Linked DNA regions of Mus musculus: all the other regions are linked to region 4. The links are chromatin contacts, called in public Hi-C, HiChIP or PLAC-seq and promoter capture Hi-C maps. All regions are on one chromosome and are shown on one strand. The core of a region is the stretch at or near the end of the contact, and the rest is flanking DNA. Distances in the headings are between cores, read along the strand shown. Region 1 overlaps Commd1 (COMM domain containing 1). Region 2 overlaps Xpo1 (exportin 1). Region 3 holds the start of Cct4 (chaperonin containing Tcp1, subunit 4 (delta)). Region 4 holds the start of Mdh1 (malate dehydrogenase 1, NAD (soluble)). Region 5 overlaps Gm12059 (a long non-coding RNA gene). Region 6 holds the start of 1700030C12Rik (RIKEN cDNA 1700030C12 gene). Region 7 holds the start of 1700093K21Rik (RIKEN cDNA 1700093K21 gene).

What was found. Promoter capture Hi-C pulls out the DNA fragments that hold promoters and counts their contacts. A called contact is a pair of places that touch in the nucleus more often than the background predicts. HiChIP or PLAC-seq counts read pairs in DNA pulled down with a chosen protein or histone mark.
Region 1: a promoter capture Hi-C map of hippocampal neurons shows a contact between it and region 4, with 5 times the contacts expected there. The contact joins the enhancer-like site here to the promoter of Mdh1 in region 4. A contact is called at or near these places in 5 of 39 promoter capture datasets (the C10 cell line, the HPC-7 cell line, hippocampal neurons and 1 more).
Region 2: a promoter capture Hi-C map of liver shows a contact between it and region 4, with 2.6 times the contacts expected there. The contact joins the enhancer-like site here to the promoter of Mdh1 in region 4. A contact is called at or near these places in 6 of 39 promoter capture datasets (cranial neural crest, hematopoietic stem and progenitor cells, hippocampal neurons and 2 more) and 1 of 484 Hi-C or Micro-C datasets (myocytes).
Region 3: a contact with region 4 is called in an H3K4me3 HiChIP or PLAC-seq map of embryonic forebrain, with 4 times the contacts expected there. The contact joins the promoter of Cct4 here to the promoter of Mdh1 in region 4. A contact is called at or near these places in 11 of 39 promoter capture datasets (the 3T3-L1 cell line, the C10 cell line, the HPC-7 cell line and 8 more), 3 of 484 Hi-C or Micro-C datasets (cardiomyocytes, myocytes and nephron progenitors), 3 of 115 datasets of contacts at active chromatin or transcription factors (cardiomyocytes, embryonic forebrain and forebrain) and 3 of 9 other capture datasets (adipose tissue, liver and macrophages).
Region 5: a contact with region 4 is called in a Hi-C map of the N1E-115 cell line, with 12 times the contacts expected there. The contact joins the enhancer-like site here to the promoter of Mdh1 in region 4. A contact is called at or near these places in 3 of 39 promoter capture datasets (hippocampal neurons and liver), 1 of 484 Hi-C or Micro-C datasets (the N1E-115 cell line), 1 of 115 datasets of contacts at active chromatin or transcription factors (astrocytes) and 1 of 9 other capture datasets (adipose tissue).
Region 6: a Hi-C map of uterus shows a contact between it and region 4. The contact joins the promoter of 1700030C12Rik here to the promoter of Mdh1 in region 4. A contact is called at or near these places in 5 of 39 promoter capture datasets (hematopoietic stem and progenitor cells, hippocampal neurons, liver and 1 more) and 2 of 484 Hi-C or Micro-C datasets (CD4 T cells and uterus).
Region 7: a promoter capture Hi-C map of liver shows a contact between it and region 4, with 4 times the contacts expected there. The contact joins the promoter of 1700093K21Rik here to the promoter of Mdh1 in region 4. A contact is called at or near these places in 4 of 39 promoter capture datasets (hippocampal neurons, liver and pre-B cells) and 1 of 484 Hi-C or Micro-C datasets (CD4 T cells).

The regions. Positions count from the first base shown.
Region 1 is chr11:22,942,959-22,946,009 of GRCm38.p6, reverse strand. The region is part of intron 2 of Commd1 (COMM domain containing 1); the gene reads left to right. Among named protein-coding and RNA genes, the nearest start is that of Zrsr1, 28 kb to the left of the region's middle. Within about 2 kb of position 1,264, at least 4 of the 459 cell types and tissues checked have an H3K27ac peak or open chromatin away from gene starts, as enhancers often do.
Region 2 is chr11:23,274,662-23,277,547 of GRCm38.p6, reverse strand. Xpo1 (exportin 1) reads right to left here. Exons shown (of 26, transcript NM_001035226.1): 6 at 1,060-1,121; 7 at 468-512. Among named protein-coding and RNA genes, the nearest start is that of Xpo1, 20 kb to the right of the region's middle. Within about 2 kb of position 1,552, at least 3 of the 459 cell types and tissues checked have an H3K27ac peak or open chromatin away from gene starts, as enhancers often do. A contact at or near this core is called in liver, where this site is marked.
Region 3 is chr11:22,989,115-22,991,975 of GRCm38.p6, reverse strand. Cct4 (chaperonin containing Tcp1, subunit 4 (delta)) reads right to left here and starts at 1,383. Exons shown (of 14, transcript NM_009837.1): 1 at 1,096-1,383. The coding sequence starts at 1,222.
Region 4 is chr11:21,570,335-21,573,240 of GRCm38.p6, reverse strand. It overlaps Mdh1 (malate dehydrogenase 1, NAD (soluble)), which reads left to right and starts at 1,307. Exons shown (of 9, transcript NM_008618.3): 1 at 1,307-1,511. The coding sequence starts at 1,509. Wdpcp (WD repeat containing planar cell polarity effector) reads right to left here and starts at 960. Exons shown (of 18, transcript NM_145425.3): 1 at 871-960.
Region 5 is chr11:23,066,960-23,069,782 of GRCm38.p6, reverse strand. It overlaps Gm12059 (a long non-coding RNA gene), which reads right to left. Exons shown (of 2, transcript XR_872307.2): 1 at 1,366-2,823. Among named protein-coding and RNA genes, the nearest start is that of Gm12059, 3.3 kb to the right of the region's middle. Within about 2 kb of position 1,407, at least 31 of the 459 cell types and tissues checked have an H3K27ac peak or open chromatin away from gene starts, as enhancers often do. A contact at or near this core is called in the N1E-115 cell line, where this site is marked.
Region 6 is chr11:23,496,315-23,499,071 of GRCm38.p6, reverse strand. It overlaps 1700030C12Rik (RIKEN cDNA 1700030C12 gene), which reads right to left and starts at 1,311. Exons shown (of 3, transcript NR_166706.1): 1 at 1,161-1,311; 2 at 487-610. It overlaps Ahsa2 (AHA1, activator of heat shock protein ATPase 2), which reads left to right and starts at 1,033. Exons shown (of 9, transcript NM_172391.4): 1 at 1,033-1,297; 2 at 2,191-2,381. The coding sequence starts at 1,218.
Region 7 is chr11:23,517,621-23,520,718 of GRCm38.p6, reverse strand. It overlaps 1700093K21Rik (RIKEN cDNA 1700093K21 gene), which reads left to right and starts at 1,524. Exons shown (of 5, transcript NM_026105.4): 1 at 1,524-1,650; 2 at 1,743-1,938; 3 at 2,577-2,678. The coding sequence starts at 1,844.

The DNA.
Region 1 (3,051 bases), core at 15-2,514, 1.4 Mb before region 4:
CTATGCTATTTTGAATATCTCATTCCTTCTTGAATCATGGATGCTAATGACAGTATCAGACTTAGTGGTTGTTATGATCTTGAATGTTGCGCGGCTTCAGAAGGACTATAACAGGCCAAACACTTCCACGTGAGGTTTATTGGGAGAGAGAGGGGCAAGGTAGCAGCGGAAAGAGAAGGGGGAAGAGCGATAGAGAGAGGGAGCGGATATGGGGGAAGTGGGGACTGTTTATGCTCTCTTTTGATAGCATGCACAGTCCCTTCCCCCACCAAAGATGCTGGGATACGGGTAAAGGCTCTATGTAGGAACCAGCTTACCGCCTCCATGTCTAATGAGTTGTGTTAGCGTTTTTCTTCAGCAGAGGGACCCTACTCTCAGTTTGTCAGAGAACAACTCATAGTGCAGGCAACAGCCTGGGGTGTTTCGGAATTCCCTTGAGATCCATTCAGCAAATAAATGCTATTTTCTACAATGAAAGTTTGTAGCTCTTATCAGATTTTTTTTCTTCCATTTTAAAAAATTCTTTTGTAGCCGGGCGTGGTGGCACACGCCTTTAATCCCAACACTCGGGAGGTAGAGGCAGGTGGCTTTCTGAGTTTGAGGCCAGCCTGGTCTATAGAGTGAGTGAGTTCCAGTACAGTCAGGGCTACACAGAGAAACCCTGTCTCAAAAAAACAAACAAACAAACAAACAAACAAACAAAATCGTTTGTATAGACAAAGTCTTACATGTATCAGCCTGGCCTTGAACTCACTATACAGCCGGTCATGGTGAAGAATGTCTGACCTGCTCCATGGGCCTCTCCAGGAGTGCACAATCATGCCAGGGTTTTGTGATGCTGGGTATAGAGTCCAGCATGCATGTAGTACATGCTGGCAACACATGCACATAAAACACAGAATAATAAAATTATTTAAAAATTTTATAAAGGTAAAAAATAAACCTAATATTGGAGAAACTTTCAAAAGACATAAGAGAGAAACCTTTATTATGCATACCTGGCCCCTAGTTCAGCTGCTAGCTAGCACTCTATGCCGCTCATTTTGGTTATTTTATCAAAGAAAAGAGACCTCTCAAAACATTGTATACATTATACAATTTTATATTTACTTTTGTTGGGATGAGAAAGGGAAGAAAATATTTACTTTTTCTCACTTGCATATTATTATTTTCATTTAGCTTTGAAATAATTCACTCTAGCAAAGAACTTTTCACTCAGGAAGAGGCCCTTTGAGAGAGGTCAAGGACCTCTTATGAAGAGTTCACTTTGTAAGCTGGCTTATGTTGCGAGGCAGTGAACTTCATTTAAAACAACAGTGGCCTGGCCTGCACAGGAGCCGAGGTTCAATCTCAGGGCCTCAGAAAGAGAAGAGGAGACTCAGAGAAGAGAATAGTCTTTAAATTAGGAATGTCCTTGCAGATGCCTGACTGCTCTTCTGGAACTTGACCTAGTCAAGGAATGCACCATAGCTATTTGAATCCAGTGTCTTTTTCTTTTCTTTTTTTTTTTTTTTTTTTTTTTTTTTTGGTTTTTCGAGACAGGGTTTCTCTGTGTAGCCCTGGCTGTCCTGGAACTCACTTTGTAGACCAGGCTGGCCTCGAACTCAGAGATCCACCTGCCTCTGCCTCCCGAGTGCTGGGATTAAAGGCGTGCGCCACCACGCCTGGCTTCAGTGTCTTTTTCTTAAAGGAACATCCTCTCTTGGATGCTCAGTGGCAACTGTAAAGTTAAAGTGCAGGGATAACTTTTGTGAAAAAGTTACACAAAATCTGTGAGTTAATACTATCAGAAACCTAATTTTCTCTTTACATAATTCAGAAAGCCCCACCCCCTGTTACTTACCTGAGACAATAAACTTATAAAGAATGCTTATTTGGGCTTCCACTTTTAGAGGTTTGGGTCCGTGATCAGTTGGCACCATTGTCTGGGGACGAGGGTGGCACATTGTATTGGAAGTGTGTGGTGGAGCAGGACTGCTTACTTTATGGACAGGAGAGATGGGGAGAGTGAAGGAGAGGGGCAGGTAGGGAGGAAGGGAATAAGGCTACATAATGTCTTTCAGGGGCAAATGCCAGTGACCCAAAGGTTTCCATTGGGTTATATACCACAAATTTATACCACAGCTCAGCAGCACCAAGCTGAGGGTCAGGCTCATGCAAATCTAGGACCTTCTAGTCATAAGACTGCAACCTTTTTAGAAAAAATTACTTTAGTCTATGCTTTGACATGGTGCTTAAAAAAAAAAACTTTTGCTTTTCAGTGGGTACAAACAGCACCTGATAATTTACCAGTTTTGTGTTGTTGGGGATTGAACCCAGGCTTTTTTATATCTAGACATTGGTTCCATTTAGGCCTCTAGCAGTTGATTGAAAGGAGTACTGTAAGGAGATTCAAGATTGAATAGTGAGTACATGTGTGGGCGAGTGGGAGGGTGGGTGAGTGGGTGGGTGAGTAGGTGAGTGGGTGGGTGGGTGAGTGAGTTAGTGGGTGAGTGGGAGGGTGGGTGAGTGGCTGGGTGGGTAAGTGTATGGGCAGGTGAGTGGGAGGGTGAGTGAGTGGGTGGGTGAGTGGCTTGTGTGCTTAGTGCATGTAGAAGTCAGCAGAAAGCATCAGATTATCTGGAGCTAGAGCTACAAATGGTTGTAAGCTGCCATGTGGATGCTGGGAATTGAATCTAGGTTCTCTGGAAAGCAGCCATTGCTCTTAATCATTGAGCCAATCTTTCTAACCCCTGATTTAAAAAAAAAAAAAGTAATTTCCATACTATATTTTATTGTAAAAAAATTTCAAATACAGGAAATAGTTGTACTGTAACTAGTATATTTCTGGCATCTGTATGACTATTGTTGCTCAGTTTTGTTACTTTTTAATCACTATCTTCCCATCTGTCTATTTACCTGACAACATTTCTTACTGTTTTCTTATATTTTAAAACTAGTGTGCAGACACCATTACATTTCTCCTCTGAAATCTTTCCCTCTGCTATTGCTCTCTTTACCCCCATTTCATTTATTTATTTATTGAATGAATGATTGATTGATTGATTTCTT
Region 2 (2,886 bases), core at 303-2,802, 1.7 Mb before region 4:
ACTAGGAGGCCACATTCCATGCAAAGATATATAAACTGAGATTAGAAAAGCCACATGTAAGTGAAGAAATAAATGCACAATTGCAGGCAAAGTTTAAGAATCCAGTCCCACTGAAAATTTCAAACTCCATACTGTAATCCAAATCATAATTATATCCATATAATTGAGTCTTAAAATAATTGTTGATCTTTATCACCACAGATTTATCAAATGTTAACCAAAAACCTGACTTTAATTCCCAGGGCCCATGTCAGTAATAACCATCTTTAATTCTGGCCCAGGTTTCATATGCCTTCACACCTTTGTGGAAACCTTCACTTGCATGCATATACTCACTGGCAGACAAACACATCTACACATAATAAAAATAAAAGTAATTGTAAAAATATATTCATCTATAGGATAAGAAAAGATCCAAGTACTAATCATTTAATTTTTCTGATGAAGATGGCTAATATGAAGCTTACCTGAACAAGAATCATATTCAATTTCCCAATATACACCTTTTCTTTCTAGGGAGGGTGAAAAGGGGTCAGATTAGAATTCAATACAAACATAAGCATAGAAAATAGTTAATGTCTATTAGAAATATACATGCTCCTGGGACTATTAAAAACAGACTAACATTTAAATTATTTTCCTTTCTTTAATACATTCTCTGGGAACCAGGGAGGTAGCTGAGCATGCAAAGTCAACTGCCAACAACTCTGACAACCTGAGTTCAAGTCTCTACATCTGTAATGGTAGAACCAACTCCCAAAAATTGCCCTGTAACCTCAAATAGCACTCAAGTGTTTACAAACACGCACACAGAATATTATTAAAATAAATAAATTTAATTTTATAAAACCATTAAATCTCTGGGGCATCTGAGATGGTTTTCAGAGTAAATATGAATTCAATCTTCAGACCCACAAGCTTAGTAGGAGAGAAGGGGAGAAATGACTCAAGTTGTCTTCTGATCTCCACACCCATGGTACACACACTCACCTGCACGTGTACACAAAACAAACACTGAAATGAAATAAAATAAAACTTAAAATCTAACATTTTCCTTACCTCTACACAAGTTGGGTCAGAGGATGTCTTGATAATGAGACCAACAACATATTTTTTTATTCCTATAAAAATATAATGCATAAAAAATTAACAAAAAAATTAAATTAGGCAAGGAATTTTATGAATCTAATTCCAGCACTAAGGAGTTAGAACACCCTGGAATTAGAATGTGACTCTTAATTCAAGAAAGACACACTTTGCAGGGCGTGGTGGTACACACCTTTAATTCCAGCACTTGGGAGGCAGAGGCAGAGGCAGGTGGATTTCTACAAAGTGAGTCCCAGGACAGCCAGGACTACACAGAGAAACCCTGTCTCGAAAAACCAAAAAAAAAAAACAAAAAAAACAAAAAAACAACCAAAACAAACAAAACAACCCAAGAAAGAGACATACTTTTACTCTATGCTACAAACATTCAGGACCTGGTAGAGAGCAGAGACAGTTTCAAACTCCAATTCCTTCACCAGTGCTGGCAACTGCAAAGAATGCCAATTAGGACTTTGGATATAGTTCAATATTCAATAGTAAAGCAGTTGCCTAACACACAAAACTCCCTAGGTTTGAGTAAACACTTCAAAAAAATGTTAACGATGTTCTCTTCCATGCTTTTGACTTTAAGCTTAGAGCAATCAAGACCTATGTAGCCATGAAGTAGCCATCCATCTCCCTCTGTCACATCAATTTTATAGTCAACGTATACCAAGTGCCAGGCATTCTTTGATGAAACAGATATATCTGCCTGGTCCTAAAGCTAAAGCATGACAATTGCCTGAAGCTATGGCCAGCCTGGCTAAATACTGAAGCCACCAGGCACACTTCAACTCTTGGTCCTGACTCCAAAGTTCTAGGAGTATAGGACCATGAAAGCCTGCCTAAATTACCTATTTTTAATCTTCTGAATTTTATCTTTTTTCTTTCTTTAAAAAAAAAAAAAAAAAAAGAGGCTGTCCTTGAACTGACCTCTGCCTGTTTCTGCCTCCTGAGTGCTGAGAGTAAAGATGTACCCACCACTGTACAGCTACCTTTTAAACTTTGCCACTCATTTGTCTGGTTTGTCACCTGTGTGTGAAAGCCCACTGATCAAAAGATGAACAGGTAATGGTGTCAAAAGCTATCTAACTTGGGTGCTTCAAACTGAACCCAGGACTCTGTAGGCATGAAAGAGCAGCAAGGGCTCGTCATAATTGCTAAGACATCTCCAATTCAGAATTTTTTTCTTTGCAACTGTCCTCTATTTTTTACAAAGAAAATCCATACATCTGTAGGTACATTTTCTTCAAAGGATCACTTACTGCTTTAGCTTTTACTGATAGTTTCTGTTTCTTTCTTTTTTTTTTTTAAATTAAGTAATCATTTGCCCTCTGCCTAATAATAGAACAACAGTATTTCTTATTTCCTGTAGCTGGACTGGCCTAAATAAAACTCCTATATATCTAAGGATGATCCTGAAGGCCTCACCCTCCAAAGCTATTTTTAAGAAAGTAACTAGCCTGAAACACTGTATACTACACAGGTCTTGAATTTAGAGTTGATCTTCCCATATCTGTTTTCCCAATACTCAGGCTTACTTCTTTTCATCTTTTTCATCTTCCTCTCATCTTTGAAACAGGGTCTTAATTTAGACTGATCATTAGCCCTGTGTTAGTATTGACTTGAACTTTTATTTTTACTTTTTAAATGTAAAGCTGGATCTCAATGTATAGTCCTGGCTGGCAGCTGGAGTGAGAGCTCAGGAGGCAGAGGCAAGCTTATGTCTGTGAGTTTGAGGCCAGCCACAACTATGCAGTGAAACTATCTTGAAAAAAACAAAACCAAGACTGGAGATGG
Region 3 (2,861 bases), core at 134-2,633, 1.4 Mb before region 4:
TAAATTAATAACTAAATCCACATAACCTGTGTTTTCACAATAATAGAAACCCTAGCTAAGATGGTTGCCTGAAGTAAACTCATTTCTTAATAGAGTGTACACTCTCTTGGTCACTCATCTGACTCTAGAATTCATCTTTCAACATCCCAATGACTCCACTACCACAAACGTAATTAATGAACTCAATAAACTTCCAGGTGTCAGGTATTCACTCCAAACTTCCAAAAGACTCTCACATGGAGCACCTGGTCAGCTTGGCGTCTCCAACTCCTTAAGGCCCATCCTGCGCACACACCTCACAGCACCAACACATTCCAGTCACCTGGACTGGTGACTGCAGTACTTGTCAGGTTTACTTCATACACTTTCACATTTAATCCTCCCAGCAACCCTGCAAATCAACTGTCACCTCACCCAACTTACAGCTGCACTGCGAAGTCAAGAGTTTCTTGGATCCTAGGACCTTCAGAAGATAAAACAACACCCCGTCCACTTCCCAAATCATGCATCTTTGTCTCCAACCCAAATAAACCCTGGCAGTATCTCTTAAGGCTTTGTTGCTTTAGACGTCAGACGCGTCAAATAGCACATACTGAGAATAAAACTCGGCCTGTCTGGTTTTCACCACGTGCTTTTACAACCCTATGTCGCCCACCTGCCAGTTTAAGGGAATTTATAGTGACTATCCGATTAGTACTACGGAGCCAAAGAACGTTCATAAGTTAAATGAACTTTTTTTGAAAATGTTGAAAAAGTAAAATGAATTTTATTTGAAAGCTCAAAATACTGTGTCGTCTACCACTAGGTTTGATAAACAGCCAAGCTTTAGTTCTTAAGAGTCAGATCTCAAGGATCATTGCTTTCAGTATTTTAAACGGCTGTCTGCGCCAATGTGACCAACACCGCCCATGCCTGCAGGAGACGAACTAAGGAGCTCGGCGTCCCACAATGGGGCGTGTCCGAGGCCTCCACGCTCCGAGTGCTTAGCAGAAAGCTGCAAACGAGACCACCTTGAAGGAACACAACCCACCCAGGGCCAAGGTCACAGCGAGGCTGGGCCGTTCCGCCGGAGGCGGGCCGGCGACCGGGTGATACCTTTGGCCGCGGAAATATTGCTGAAGCGGATCTGGGCTGGCTTGTCGCGGTCCTGGTAGGCGCTTTTCCCGCGGCTGCCGGGCCCGGCGGTGGGCGCCCCGCTTCGGGAAGCTACGTTCTCCGGCATGGCGACCTTGGTGGCGTCTGCGCGGGTTCAGGAGGACGGATGGACACGGATTCCGGCTTGCTGTGGAGTAACGGTCTCCCTGACCGCCTCCTCCACGAACCTTCCAGAAAGCGACGCCGGGAGAGAAGGCGGAAGCCGAGCAAGGGGCCTGCTGGAGAGCCGGCGCGGGTGTGACGTCAGGGGCTGTCTGCCGCACGCCGGCTGCGCAGCTTGCGCGCGGAGATGTGGCTACGGACTGTCCACCCCTCCCTGTGCCTGAGATGGAGCGGGAGGTTTTATAGGCGTGGCTGTGGCCGTTCTAGATGGACCCGAGCCTTTAGCTTCTGCTAGTGCTGTTGAGGAAGCTGTGACAGCTCTGGCTTTGTTCCGGAGTGGGTGTGGTGCAACCGGCCTTTTACGGACATCCATGTCTAAATTCCAAATTCTATTCCTAGTTTATTCACTTTGTAAAGGTGTTGGAGGAGAGATGTGCCATGAATAGTTTCCTCCCTTTTGTATATATTTTGACTGCCTAGGGATTTAAATACACTAGTTAGACGGCACAGAATCGTAATAGTTGTGGGGCGGTGACTGCCTATCAAATCCAGTCTGCCTTCTAGTTAAGACCTCTTCCATAAACATAACCACTGACTCTTAGGGAACATAAACATTCTAATAACTGATTAATAGTTATCTGCTGAGCAAAGTGTGAAATCTTTACACTCTTTACCCCCCCCACCCCACCCCCACACTAATCCTCATAATCCCATGAAATAGGTGTCATCGTCTAGACTTAAAGGATGATGAAGCTAAAGCCCAAGGTCAACCAGTAAGGCAGTGGAAGCCAGTACAGAGCCAGGACTCTGTCCTTAGGTAAACTTCCAAGGTTTCTATAATCATGATCATTGACCACCAGAGTTTATATAGGTAATACTCATTCAGTGGTAGTTCACAGTTAATAATTGAGAGCCATAAGGTGCCAGATGCCTGCGGTAGGTTAACGAACAATTGTTTCATGGACTTAGTCCTGTAATTATGAGAAGCATTTACATTCATTCACTCTATTAAGACTAAGATGAACTTTTCAAGCCTCCCCTTGGGGGACACGTCTTTTTCAAAGACCAGTTTACCCCTCCCTCGAAGCACACAAATATTCTATGGTTGTTGAGACAGCTGACTTATATGAAGAGAACAGGTACTGGTACTGTGGTGATTTGAGATGTCTCCCCTAGTTTTAGACATTCAAATACTTGGTCCCCAGTGGGTAGCTCTGATTGGAGAAGCTTAGGAGGTGTAGCCTTGCTGGAGTAAGTATATCACTGGAGGCTGAGTTTGTTTCAAAAGCTACCAGCCAGTTTGTGCTCTGCTTCCTCTTCACAATATGAGATGTGAGCTCTCCCTTCTCCATGCCTACCTGTTGTGAAGCTTCCCTGCTGTGCTTCCCAGTGATCATGAAGTCCTAGAACCATAAAACCCCTCAAAACTCTTCCCTCTATAAATTGCCTTCCTTGTGGTTGTGGTGTGTTTTTTGTTTGTTTGTTTGTTTTTGTTATAAGGTTTCACTGTGTAGCTTTGACTGTCCTGAAACTAACTCTCTGTAGACCTCAAACTCCCAGTGATCCTCCTGCCTCTGCCTCCCAAAAAGTTTGGACTAAAGGCT
Region 4 (2,906 bases), core at 58-2,557:
TTGATGGGGAAGAGCCCAGTCCTTTATGGGTGCTGCCATCTCTGGGCTGGTGGTCCTGGGTTCTATAAAGAAGCAGACTTAGCAAGCCATGAGGAACAAACCAATAAGCAGCACTCCTCCATGGTCTCTGCAACAGCTCATGCCCTCCATATTCCTACTTATTCTGAGTTCCTCGAATGATGGGCCAAAATGTGGAAGAGTAGGCCAAATAAATCCTTTCCCCTAACCTGCTTTTGGTCATGGTGTTTCATCGCAGAAATAGAAGCCCTGACTAAGGCATCATATTTCTCTCTCCAAATACTAAATCTTCCAAAAACAAAACTGAAGCCATCCACCATCCATTTAATAGTGACAGAAAATTCTGACGTTAGACCAAGAGCATATTCATTGGTCTGTTCCAAGGCACATGTTTTCGAATATCCGTACAACAAACGGAGAATACAGATTTCCCTTAACAACTTTCATTTTAAATGAAAGCCTCTTGAGATGTTTTAGCTGCTAACATTTCGCCTGAAACAATCAGTGTCTCCCAACTTCCCCTGGAAGTAACAGGTTTCCAAAAAGAGAATGAGCAAAAAGTGTCAATATTCACAGTCGGCAAAGAAAATTAGATCGGTACACCACAAGTAAACACAAGGAAGGGGCTCACTCCACAAACAAAACTTTCTGACTTTACTTTGGAAAAGTTACACTGACTCAAACTGCAAGACACTCTTCGTCCCTCCTGAAAACTGTGGCATCCACACGCTCCTGACACTAACAGGGGACTCCGGAGGTCGCCCACAACCACCGGCTTCGGATTCAGGATACGCGCATCAGTGCCGCACCCTGTTCTGACCCCCAGATAAAAACCCTCGGGGCCGAGCTCACCAGCCTGGGACGTGAGAACACAGCTCCACAAGCTCTTGGTCTGGAGAGCGCTCAGGTGAGGCTGCCTCGTCGCCTAGCAACGGTGAAGCTGCCCGTTCTTCCGCAAGCGTCAATTCCTCCCGCCTCTGAGAGAGTTTTTAAAAGGTTTTGTTTCCGGGTCGAGCGGGCTTTAAGCAACGGAAGGTCTCTTAGCCGCCCTTGTTTAGTCTTGGGGGAGGATAGATTCTCGGTGGAGCGACGTGTGCTGTCGCTCAGGGGTCGTTTCTCCTCCCTCGAGTTAACGCCTCCTCTCCTGCCAATTGCTGAGCGCCATCAGGCAGGCGCCTCACTCAAAGCACCAACCCTCTGCTCACAGACGCGCTCCAATCACCGAGGCTCAGCCCCGGGACTACTTTGCAGCGAGGCGCGTAGGAAGAAGGGGTTTGGGGGAATTGTAGTTTAGCACTGTCAGGAATGCACGAAGGTGGGCGCCAGAGGTCGCCGGAAGAACTACACTTCCCAGAAAGGGCCGTGTCTCCAGCCGAACCTTTGCGGGCCAGCCCCGCGTTCTCTCCCAGAGTCTGTTCCGCTGTAGAGGTGACCTGACTGCTGGAGACTGCCTTTTGCAGGTGCAGAGATCGGCCTTGCAGTTTGCAATAATGGTGAGTGTGGGCTCCTGGAACCTGCAGCAGCTCCGGCCTCTCGGCCTCCTCCTGCGCTTGATGCGCTTTTAAAAAGCAGTAATGCCGGGAGCTGTCCTCCGCGCGGTTTGCAAAATCTGACTCATTCTCACGACTGTCGCAGTAACCCAGATACTGGAAAGGGGTTCGCAAGGACTCTAGAGAAATCACTGTCCTTGGAAAGTCGGGTCTCAGTCCTTGCGCAGGAGGGACAAAATTTTCTCCGAAGGACCTTAAAGGATTTGTTGTGGGGGATGAGAATTATGGGAGGGGAAGAATTAGGTCCTAACACTATTTTGCCTCTTAAGCTCTTGGAAAGAATAGGCCTCTGATGTTGATTTACCGGTAGTGCTCCAGGTTATGATCCCAGTTTTCAGGAGACATGTTTCCACCATATTTGATTTAAAAGAAAACAAATGTTACTGAAAACCTATTCTTGATCTCCGTTTGTAATGACAGGACTAGCATCGCTAGTCAAACAGTGCCGATATTCTTTACTACTCTGTCATAAATTCTGAAGGCCTCCTTGCAGATGTAACGTAACCATCTTGTTGAAGCTCTAGATCTATCTTGTCCTCAGCGGGCGGAGGGGGGTGACGTGAAAGAGAGCTCTGACGTAGGACTAATCTTCATGCTGTTTGAAGGTGACATTTGCCACCAGACTGGAAATTGCTAAGTACTTTGAAATTTACATTTTAAAAATACGTGTTGTCCTTTAATATCAAGATGGGAAATGTGAGATGAATTGAAAATTTTTGGATGAATTGGAAATTTCACAGAACCCAAGGAGACATGTTTTCAAACAAGGACAAAAACTCCCTCAATCTCTATAAGAAACCCTAAGGGAATAATTACTAATTTCCAGTCATTGTTGCCTAGTTATTTTGACACATAAGTAGTTATTTAAATTATGGCTTAAGCAGTCTCTGTCTTAATAATTTTAGTAATAAAGTGGCACTAGTTATCCAAGAACTTCAGACTTTAGGCTGTTAGGCCTATATGAAAACCTTTTTACAATCATCTTATCCAAAACCCCACTTTAAATACTAAAATTTAATTTGTTGAGACTCAGAATGCGAGTTGCTCAAGGTCATAAGGCTTGCACCTAGGGTCTCTTGTTCTTCCCATTTACCAGGATTGTATTATGTGTTTGGCAAATCACTTCATAATCCCCTTTAGGAAATAAGTCCACAGAATCAGCATGTAACATCTGATAGCTTTGTTACATGTCATTCAGAGTGTTGAAATTCTGAAGTTAAAGGGGCATTTAAGGATTGTTTCATCTAATCTTAAAACAGCCTGTCATGGTCCTTGATTTCCCAAGGTCAGAGAGATCCAGGGCCCCTAGTTAGAGTGTAGAGTTTGTTATTCACTAGA
Region 5 (2,823 bases), core at 158-2,657, 1.5 Mb before region 4:
AGCCATCTCACCAGCCCTTTTTTAAAAAAGCTTTTTATGGCCCGGCATGGTGGCGCACGCCTTTAATCCCAGCACTCGGGAGGCAGAGGCAAGTGGATTTCTGAGTTTGAGGCCAGCCTGGTCTACAAAGTGAGTTCCAGGACAGCCAGGGCTACACAGAGAAACCCTGTCTTGGAAGAAAAAAAAAAAAAGAGAAGCTTTTTGAAAACTCCTACTCTGTGGGAAGCCACATGTGCCGTTGCAGAGTGGCACTGACTACTGCTGGCCACCACGCATAAGATTGGACAAACAACCAATGTGTACATATGCAGTAAAGTTTTTTGCAAAGACACTGCCTGGCCCAGGCATGATAATGAGGTTCTGTAAGGTACGGAGAGTATAACCAATCAGATGTGAGACATGCAAATGAGGTATGATAATGAGGTTCTGTAAGGTACTGAGAGAGAGTAGCCAATCAGATGAGGAACATGCAAATGAGGCTTAGTGCATAACCAATCCGGGTGTGAGACACGCCCCTCCTAGGCCTATAAAAGCAGCACCAGTTCTTCCTGGCCAGTCGAGCGCGTGCAAGACTACTCCTTTTAAGTAAACTTCAAATGAAGTAAACGACATATGTGCACATGTACAATAAAAACCCTGCAAGTGTATACGGAAATGCAATCAGGTAAGCAGGGAGTTGGAGAGGGACGGAAGCTTGATTAGGTATGCCTACCACAAAGTTAAAACCTTTCACAAACTAAACCTTACTGGCTTTAATAGCCAAACGATTTTTGCAATCTTTAAATAAAAGTTAATATTGCTAATATACAAAAGCACTGTAAGTTTTAAAAATGTTAATACCTCGAATATAAAGAAAACAACTTATAAGCAAGGAATTCATAAAGAACCAGTAAGTATATGGAAAGTATTCAGTTTTATACCTAGGTAACAAAATGCAAATTCATACAAGAGTCTGACAAAAGGCTGACTAGTAACAGAATGATTCATGCTGTCACGCAGCATTCTAATACTTACTGGGAAAATGCATTTTAATAAGAACACTTCTAGGAAGCCTCTGTTAAGGTTCAGAATCTTACAAATGGGCATTCCCTTTGATCTAGCAATCTATCACTGCTTGTAGAAATGAAAAATTGTAAATACCTTAAAAGCCCAGTAACTATGGGTTCTTTAAACAACTAGAATAGCCATACGACCACTTAAAATGTATCTAAGACCTGGAAAAACAGGTACCAAAAACCCCTTTGTGCATATTTGAAAACTCTACATTTACATAGCAGTATGACAATACCCTCATCCTTGTGGGTTTTGTGTCCCACTCTGGTGGGCAGAGCCACCTTAGGTAGCCCAGGCATGTCTCAAGCTGACCTTGACTATACCTTTGGTTCCCAACGTAGACGATTACTTCACTTAATTTCCCCCACTCCGTGGTTTTTGACACAATCTCGGTATGTAGCCCAAGGTGGAGTAGAATTCGCAGTAATCCTCCTGCCTCAACAACGCCCGTCATTTTTTTTTTCTTTTATTGCTTAACTATTTCGGATATAATTGTGTACTGTTGGAATGCTGTTCGCATAGCAAACTGAATTTTTTTAACGCATTATTTTTAAAACGAGGCGATGAGAGAGGCGTTGCCAGCACCATGCCGGGCTCCGGAAAGGTGAAGGGCTCAGCGCCTTAGAAACAAGCCCCCGCACCAGGGGATTAAGGGCCACGGGGGATGGGGGGGAGCCGTGACGGCTGAGGGAGGGACCTCTAGCCTTCTGAGGAAGTGCGATCCCTCTTCCCGCTGGAGTGCGCGCCGCCCGCGCCTTTATTGCGGAGGTGTGGAGAAGAGCGTGGGAACAGCACGCAGGACAGCCTCCCGCTCCAGCGTACAGGGCGGGCGCCGTCAGCGCCGGTACCAACGAGACAGGACCGCGCTGCGTGCCTAGAGCGGCCCTGCCGCTGTGCGCGTGTGCAGAGGCGGTCCAGCCCGGTGCGCTCAGCGCTAGTGGGCGAGGTGATCTGTACCCTGACTGAAGGTCTAGGGCAGTGCTGACGCGAGTTCGCAAGGCGCGTTCGTGCTCCTGGTTGGTAGGACCCAGGGGCAAGCGAGGCTTTCCTCAGAGCCCTAGGATGGGAGGTGGAGGGAGACGAGGCCAGGTTCTGCAGAAAGAAGGCTCAGGCTAGCCCTTGAGGAAGAGTGAGGAGCATCGGGACAAAACGGCCATCCTCCAGACCCAGACGCTGAGTATGGAGACACCTCGGCCAATCACTCTATTGGAAAACCAAATAGAACAAACCTGTTTGGGATGAAGGTTGATAACCAATTTGGAATGATGTGTGTTGAAACGAATGGATTTTGGTTTTGAGGCATTAGCAGGACATTTGAGTAGAAGAGCTGATAGGAGATTTGTTTTAGAAACTGGGTTTACTCTGTAACCCAGGTTGGCCTGGAGCTTAGTTTTCTCGGCTTCTCAGAGCAGAATTCCCGCCTTGTGCCGCCACGCCTGGCTGAAGTTTGGGAACATGGACTGTGAATGTAGAATGTAAGGTGTAGTCTGCAGCTCAGGAGAGTCAGCTAAGTGACAGTTGTCTATAGTCATGTTTACAGGCTCAGTGTTTAGTCCCTAGCAGAAAAAAATTGAAGTAAAGCAATGTAAATGCATTGTCTTGACTAAAAAACTCCATAGGGATTGAGTGGTAAGTTTGACATAAAACTATATATAATTTCACAGAGCAGACAAGAATCATGAAGTTTGGGGGGCGAAAAACTTTGGAAGGCCTGGAAGCCACATAGGACTACCAAGTCAGACATTTTCAAACCAACCAGTTAAATAATGG
Region 6 (2,757 bases), core at 62-2,561, 1.9 Mb before region 4:
TTTATTTCTACTGGGAGTAGTTCTTGTATATTTTGGTATTTATACATTTTAGTGATTGTAGCAGCTTCTACCCTCAGAAGTCTTATTTTCTGTCAGGTTCAAATGAACATATCTAAATCTTATCATGAAATGTTTTATCAGGAGCAAACAGAAGAACTGGATGAAAAGTAGGCACACAAAGTACACGCCAATCATCGCTAGAGTCTTGCCTTCTGTCAGCTGTGCCTTTGGTATGATCAGTTGAACTAACAATGCCGTTTGATTTGGGGGGGGGGGTCACAGCATTGCTTCAGCAGTTTGAATGATGTAACTTCTCGAAGAACACATCGAAATGCAATAGCTCCAATAAACACCATAGCCCTTTCAGCTTGTTTTGCTGATAAGCAGACCACTGAATGGCAAGTGCACAGAGCAGCCAGGTCCTTCCCCATCTCCCATTGAACTACCTATTTTATTTGTTAAAATAATCTCCTAAGAAACACTTTCCAGATGGTGGCTTCAGTTTTTGCTAGAAGGTGAAAAACGATGGAAAGAATTAATAAACCCTTATTGTAACTGTATCCACAATCCCAGGCACTTGCAAGCACGATCTTTTGTCTCTAGAGGATCACTGCATGGAAAAAAAAAAAGCATTCTTTCAGTAAACCCTCGCGGGCCTCTGCTTAGGGACCTGCGCAGCTCCCATCCCAAGGGCCTCAGAAAATGGACAACCCGCTCTGGTACGAGCCCTGGGCGGAGTCTCGGTCGTTCGTAGAAAGCCCTGGCCAGAAGCCTCGCTGGGCAGCAGGAGCCAGCGGCAAGAACAAGGCGAACCAGGGGTTACAAAGCGGAGGGCTAGGGCCAGGGCGGAGCCTTAGGACCGGGGGGCGGGGCGAAGTCGGGGAGGAGCCTAGCAGAAGACAGCGCCAGGAGGCATAGGGCGGGGTCTTAGGGCAGAGAGGCGGGGCGAAGTCGGGGGTGGGGTGGGGGAGAAGCCTGCAGAGGGCGGCGCCCAGAGGTGTGGCATATTGGGGGCGTAACCGGGCTTGGGGCAGAGTCGATGTGGGGTGGAGCTGGCTGCGGGGAGCGGACAGCGGGGGGCGGGGCAGGCTGTGGCCGGGGCGGCCCGGGGCGGGGACTTCTGGCACTTTCTGGGAGCTGCGGGCGATCGGCTCACAGACCTTCTGGCCGGAAACCCGCGCGCTCCCGCTACCAGGGCCGTCGTCGTCAGCGCCGCCATGGCCAAGTGGGGCCAGGGGGACCCGCGCTGGATCGTGGAGGAGCGGGAGGACGGGACCAACGTGAACAACTGGCACTGGTGCGGTGGGCCCCGGGCGCGAGCAGGCGGGCGGGCTCCTGGGAGGGCCGCGCGGCGCCGCAGCACGGCTGCCCGTGGCGGGAGACGGTTCCTAACTGCGCTGGTCCTACGGCTTCAGGCTCCTCCTGAAGTTGGGCGAGCTCCAGAAGGGACTTCTGTCTCACCCTACCGGACAGCTGTGCCTCGGTCGCCCCTCACCCAGCCATCCTCGGCCTTGAGATGCGTAGTGCGCGTGCGTGCGCCGACGGTGCTGTGTCCGTGTGCAGTAGGAAGGCAGGGACTTGGATCTCACTTTCTTTGCTTTGTCTCAGTTTGCACTAGTTATCTGCCCCCCTTTGTGTCTCAGGAATACCGGGAGATGTCTGCCTCTTTGGCGGGCATTGGGGAAAGCTGAGGGAAGCAGAGCCCAGACTGCACCATAAGATGACTTAGCTGTCCTGAAAGAATTATGTTCTAGGCTGGATTCTATGATTAGGACACTGACGTCTCAGGCTGCTCTTTGTCCCCTTAGATGAGAACATTAGAGAGAATGCATAAGATAAATATGGAAATGCCAGATAACTGATATTGTGGTTAAGGCTATTTAAATGACTACCACCGTTACAGGTGGCCGCAGCTTAGCCAATCCATTTCCTGGGGTGGAGATTGCTGGACCCTTTTCCCCGGGGCCATTGTTTTTAAGATTACCCATTATTATATGGTGAATAATAGTGTCTTAAGAAACTGAGCAACAGGCTTAGAAGATACCTAGTAGAAACCTCGTCAGAGAAGCACATTTGCGAGTTGGAGGCTGCTTGAATACCAGGACTCACCTGGTCTGGGTTTGGATGGCATCCTGGCTGCTCAGATGGAGACCAGCTGGGCCATTCACCTGTCTTTCTATTCTCTGGCAGGACAGAGCGGGATGCCACCATTTGGTCCAAGGGGAAGCTCCGAGAGCTCCTGGTTGGCATTGCTATGGAGAATGAGGCTGGCCGATGTGAGATCAGTGAGTTGAAACAGGTGGAAGGTGAGGCTTCATGTAACAGCCGCAAAGGGAAGCTTATTTTCTTCTATGAGTGGAACATCAAGCTGGCCTGGAAAGGTAATGGGGGTCCTGGCAAGAGGCAGGTTGGGGACACCCTGTGTACAGTCTTAACGTTTAGTAGCAGTAGCTGATGTTCGGATGTGCTTGGTGTTGCTATGTTCTGAAAGCTGCACTTCACTACTCTAGATGCCTGAGGGGCAGTTCTTTCTCAGTTAAGCCCTTTTACCAGCATCTGTGACTAGGGCCTTAATGCAGCTGCCACCTGCCACCCTTCCTCCACAGATGCCTGCTTCCCTTAAAAATGTTTAATTATTTCAAAACTTAAAAAATTATTTCTGTGTGTGTGCGCACATACTTGGGTGTCGTAGCACGTGTAGAAGGCAGAGTTGGTTGGTAGCAAGTGCTTTTGCCTCTTGCTAGCTTATCTTTGTTG
Region 7 (3,098 bases), core at 275-2,774, 1.9 Mb before region 4:
TACCCTGTCTGTCTGTAGTGTTTGTTAATCTGGAAACAGGAGCAGCTCACAGAAGTCCACCCGCCTCCACCACTGCTGTCTGCCTCATACTCACAGTAAGGCTTGAAAATGGCCCATTCCCCTTCATACTGAGATACAGTGTCCACAAGGAGGACAGAGTATACTGGGTTTGCATATGTATCTACTTGGACAACCATTAGTAGATCCAAATAAATCTTTTCTATCTTCTCAGAAGCAACCTTTATGTGTAGAAAGACAGGAACAGACTCAGGCCCACAACCACAGGATCAGGGAGTGTGGGGAAAGCTGTGTACCTTCATCGAGGAGCCCACCAGGATTGTTACAACTCTGCTAGGTGCTAGTCACCAATGTCCTCAGTTTGACCTCCAGTCCCCCTCCCCCTCCACAAAGATGGAGAAGGTGAAGCCCTTCTGGATGAGGCAAAAAAGGTCTGGCCAAAGACCTTTTCTGTGATATGAAAGTATCTCTCTAAAATTCACTTTTGACACTCTGTCCCCAGAGCAGCAGGGTGGGGCCTTTGTGGATGGTCATAAACAAGGTCTGTAGAGGAGAGTCTGTCGTCTGTCACAGGATGTGGAGCACACAGCATGGAGCACTCCTTCCTTAGGGAAGACGTTGCAAGGCAGTGACTGGCAGAAAGGGGCCCATCCCATCCCATCACTAACCTGTAGACTCCTTGATCTCAAGCTTCTCCCTTCCAGAGGTGAGGAATAAATTTCTGCTCAGTACAAAGTATCCATCTATGGTCCTTGGAAGTAACAACGCAGAGTGGACCGAGTGCCCTGACCAGCCTCACCTTGGACTCTTTCGAGTTGGCAGAAGCTACCCTGTGTTTTGTTTTGAAGCAGGGTTTTGATAAGCGATATTTTAAGCATAATCCTCCTGCCTGAGCCTGCATCACCCCAGTAGCAGGCCTGTGCCACCACGCCCGGTATTGTTACATCCTTTCTTAAACTGCTTTCATCTAGGAAAATGCAGCGCTGCCCTTTCTGCCATGGGTTTACCCCCTACCTACCTGGTTAGGTCAGGCCTGCCTTTATCTTCTGACTTATCATCTTGTTCTACTCCTGCTTCCTGGAGCTGTGGCCTTCACAGCACCTGGTTGTGACTCTAGGAAGCCAGCACGGTGAGATGGAATAAAGAGCGTAGGCCACTCCTCCTGGAGAGAAGCCCTTAGATACCCTCATCCAGCTGATCGAGGTGAGTTTCATAAAAAAAAAAAAAAAAGCGGGTCAGTTAATCTCACCTGTGGAAAGGATGATCAATGGGGTTTGAGTCAGGAGAAGAAAGCTACAATCTGGAAAATACTTGTCTAAAAACTGACTAAGATAATGCCAAATGCCCTCTGCCTACAAGAGAATGGCCATAGTCCACAGCCCCAGAGAAGTTGGTGGCCTTCCTGCCCTCAGGCCACGGTCTGGAGCTCAGCAGTTCCATGGTTCTGTGAGGTCACTGAGAGAAGAATCAGGACTTGGGTCTGTCTCCAGCTGCTCCAAGTCCTCACTCCTTTGGGTTTTGGCAATTTTGGGATGAGGGGGGAGTCAGCCTGAGTAAGCAGTGGGTCCAAGTTCAGTCTCCCCTCCAGCCACCACAGCCTCTTACTGCCTTTATGAAGAGAAATTAGGCAGCGTGAGTCACTTCCACCAAAGTAAGCTGAGACTCTGAAGCTCCTCAGTGGGAGAACAACACTGAAAACGGCCTCTTTGTTCTTCTGTTTCTAGAAAACATAAAGAACAAGAAATCTGCATTCAAACTAGGCTGAACAAAAATGTTTACGCAAAGTGACACTGGGAAAATAGAGGAGATTTTCACAACGAACACCATGGCCTTCGAGACCACAGCGATCACATTCTTCTTCATCCTGCTCATCTGCTTCATTTGTATCCTCCTCTTACTGGCAATTTTTCTATATAAATGGTATAAGCCCATGTTAATACTCAAAGTAGATCTCAAGGCACGTAGCAAGTATATATAGAAATAATATATAATAATTTTAGATAGCTGGTGGCACACAGATATAAACAGGTGGCACACACCTGTAATCCTAGAATTCTGGAGGAAGAGGCAGGACGATTAGTAATTCAAGGTCATTATTACACAGAGATTTCTAGGTCAATCTAGGCTATGGGAGACGCTGTCTCAAAACCCAAATTGAAATAGAATAAGTATTGTAGTAAGTATTCCACTTCCACTTGTTTTATTTATTTATTTATTTATTTATTTATTTATTATTTATTTATTTATTTATTTATTATTTATTTATTTATTTATTTATTTATTTATTTATTTATTTATTATATGTAAGTACACTGTAGCTGTCTTCAGATGCACCAGAAGAGGGCATCAGATCTCATTACAGATGGTTGTGAACCACCATGTGGTTGCTGGGATTTGAACTTCAGACCTTCGGAAGAGCAGTCGGGTGCTCTTACCCGCTGAGCCATCTCACCAGCCCCAACTTCGGAGTTTTAAAAGTGCCTGTTTCCTGTTTAAAAGTGAAAGTCCCATACCATGCCTTAGAGTCTTCTTTTTTGAAGTTTTTCTTGTTATTTCAGTTACAGAGGTCACAACCATGAAGAGCCACTGAAGACCCTCTGTACAGGCGAAGGCTGCGTAGCTGCTAATGCAGAGATGGACAAACCCGAAGATCAAGACAAGTAAGTCTAGGGACTGGGGAGAGGGCTTGCTGCTAAGGTATGACACCCCAAGTTTGGCTCCCAGCGCCTACATAAAATGGTAAGTATGATAGCAATGTCTGTAACCCCAGCTGGGGGCAAAGACAGACAGTCCCTAGCCCAGGGGAGCTGTGTACTTCAGGTTCAGCAACTGATCCCATCCACTCCCCAAAAACAACAAAGAAATGACATCCAGTTGGCAACAAATAGTCTCTGAACTCTATACACACCCAGTCAGATAAGAGACTGTATATTTATATACCACACACACACACACACACAACACACACACACACGTTACACATACACACAGTCATACACATACACACACAGACATTTATACACAGATACACAGTTACACACATAGTCACACATATAATACACACTTAGACATATACACAT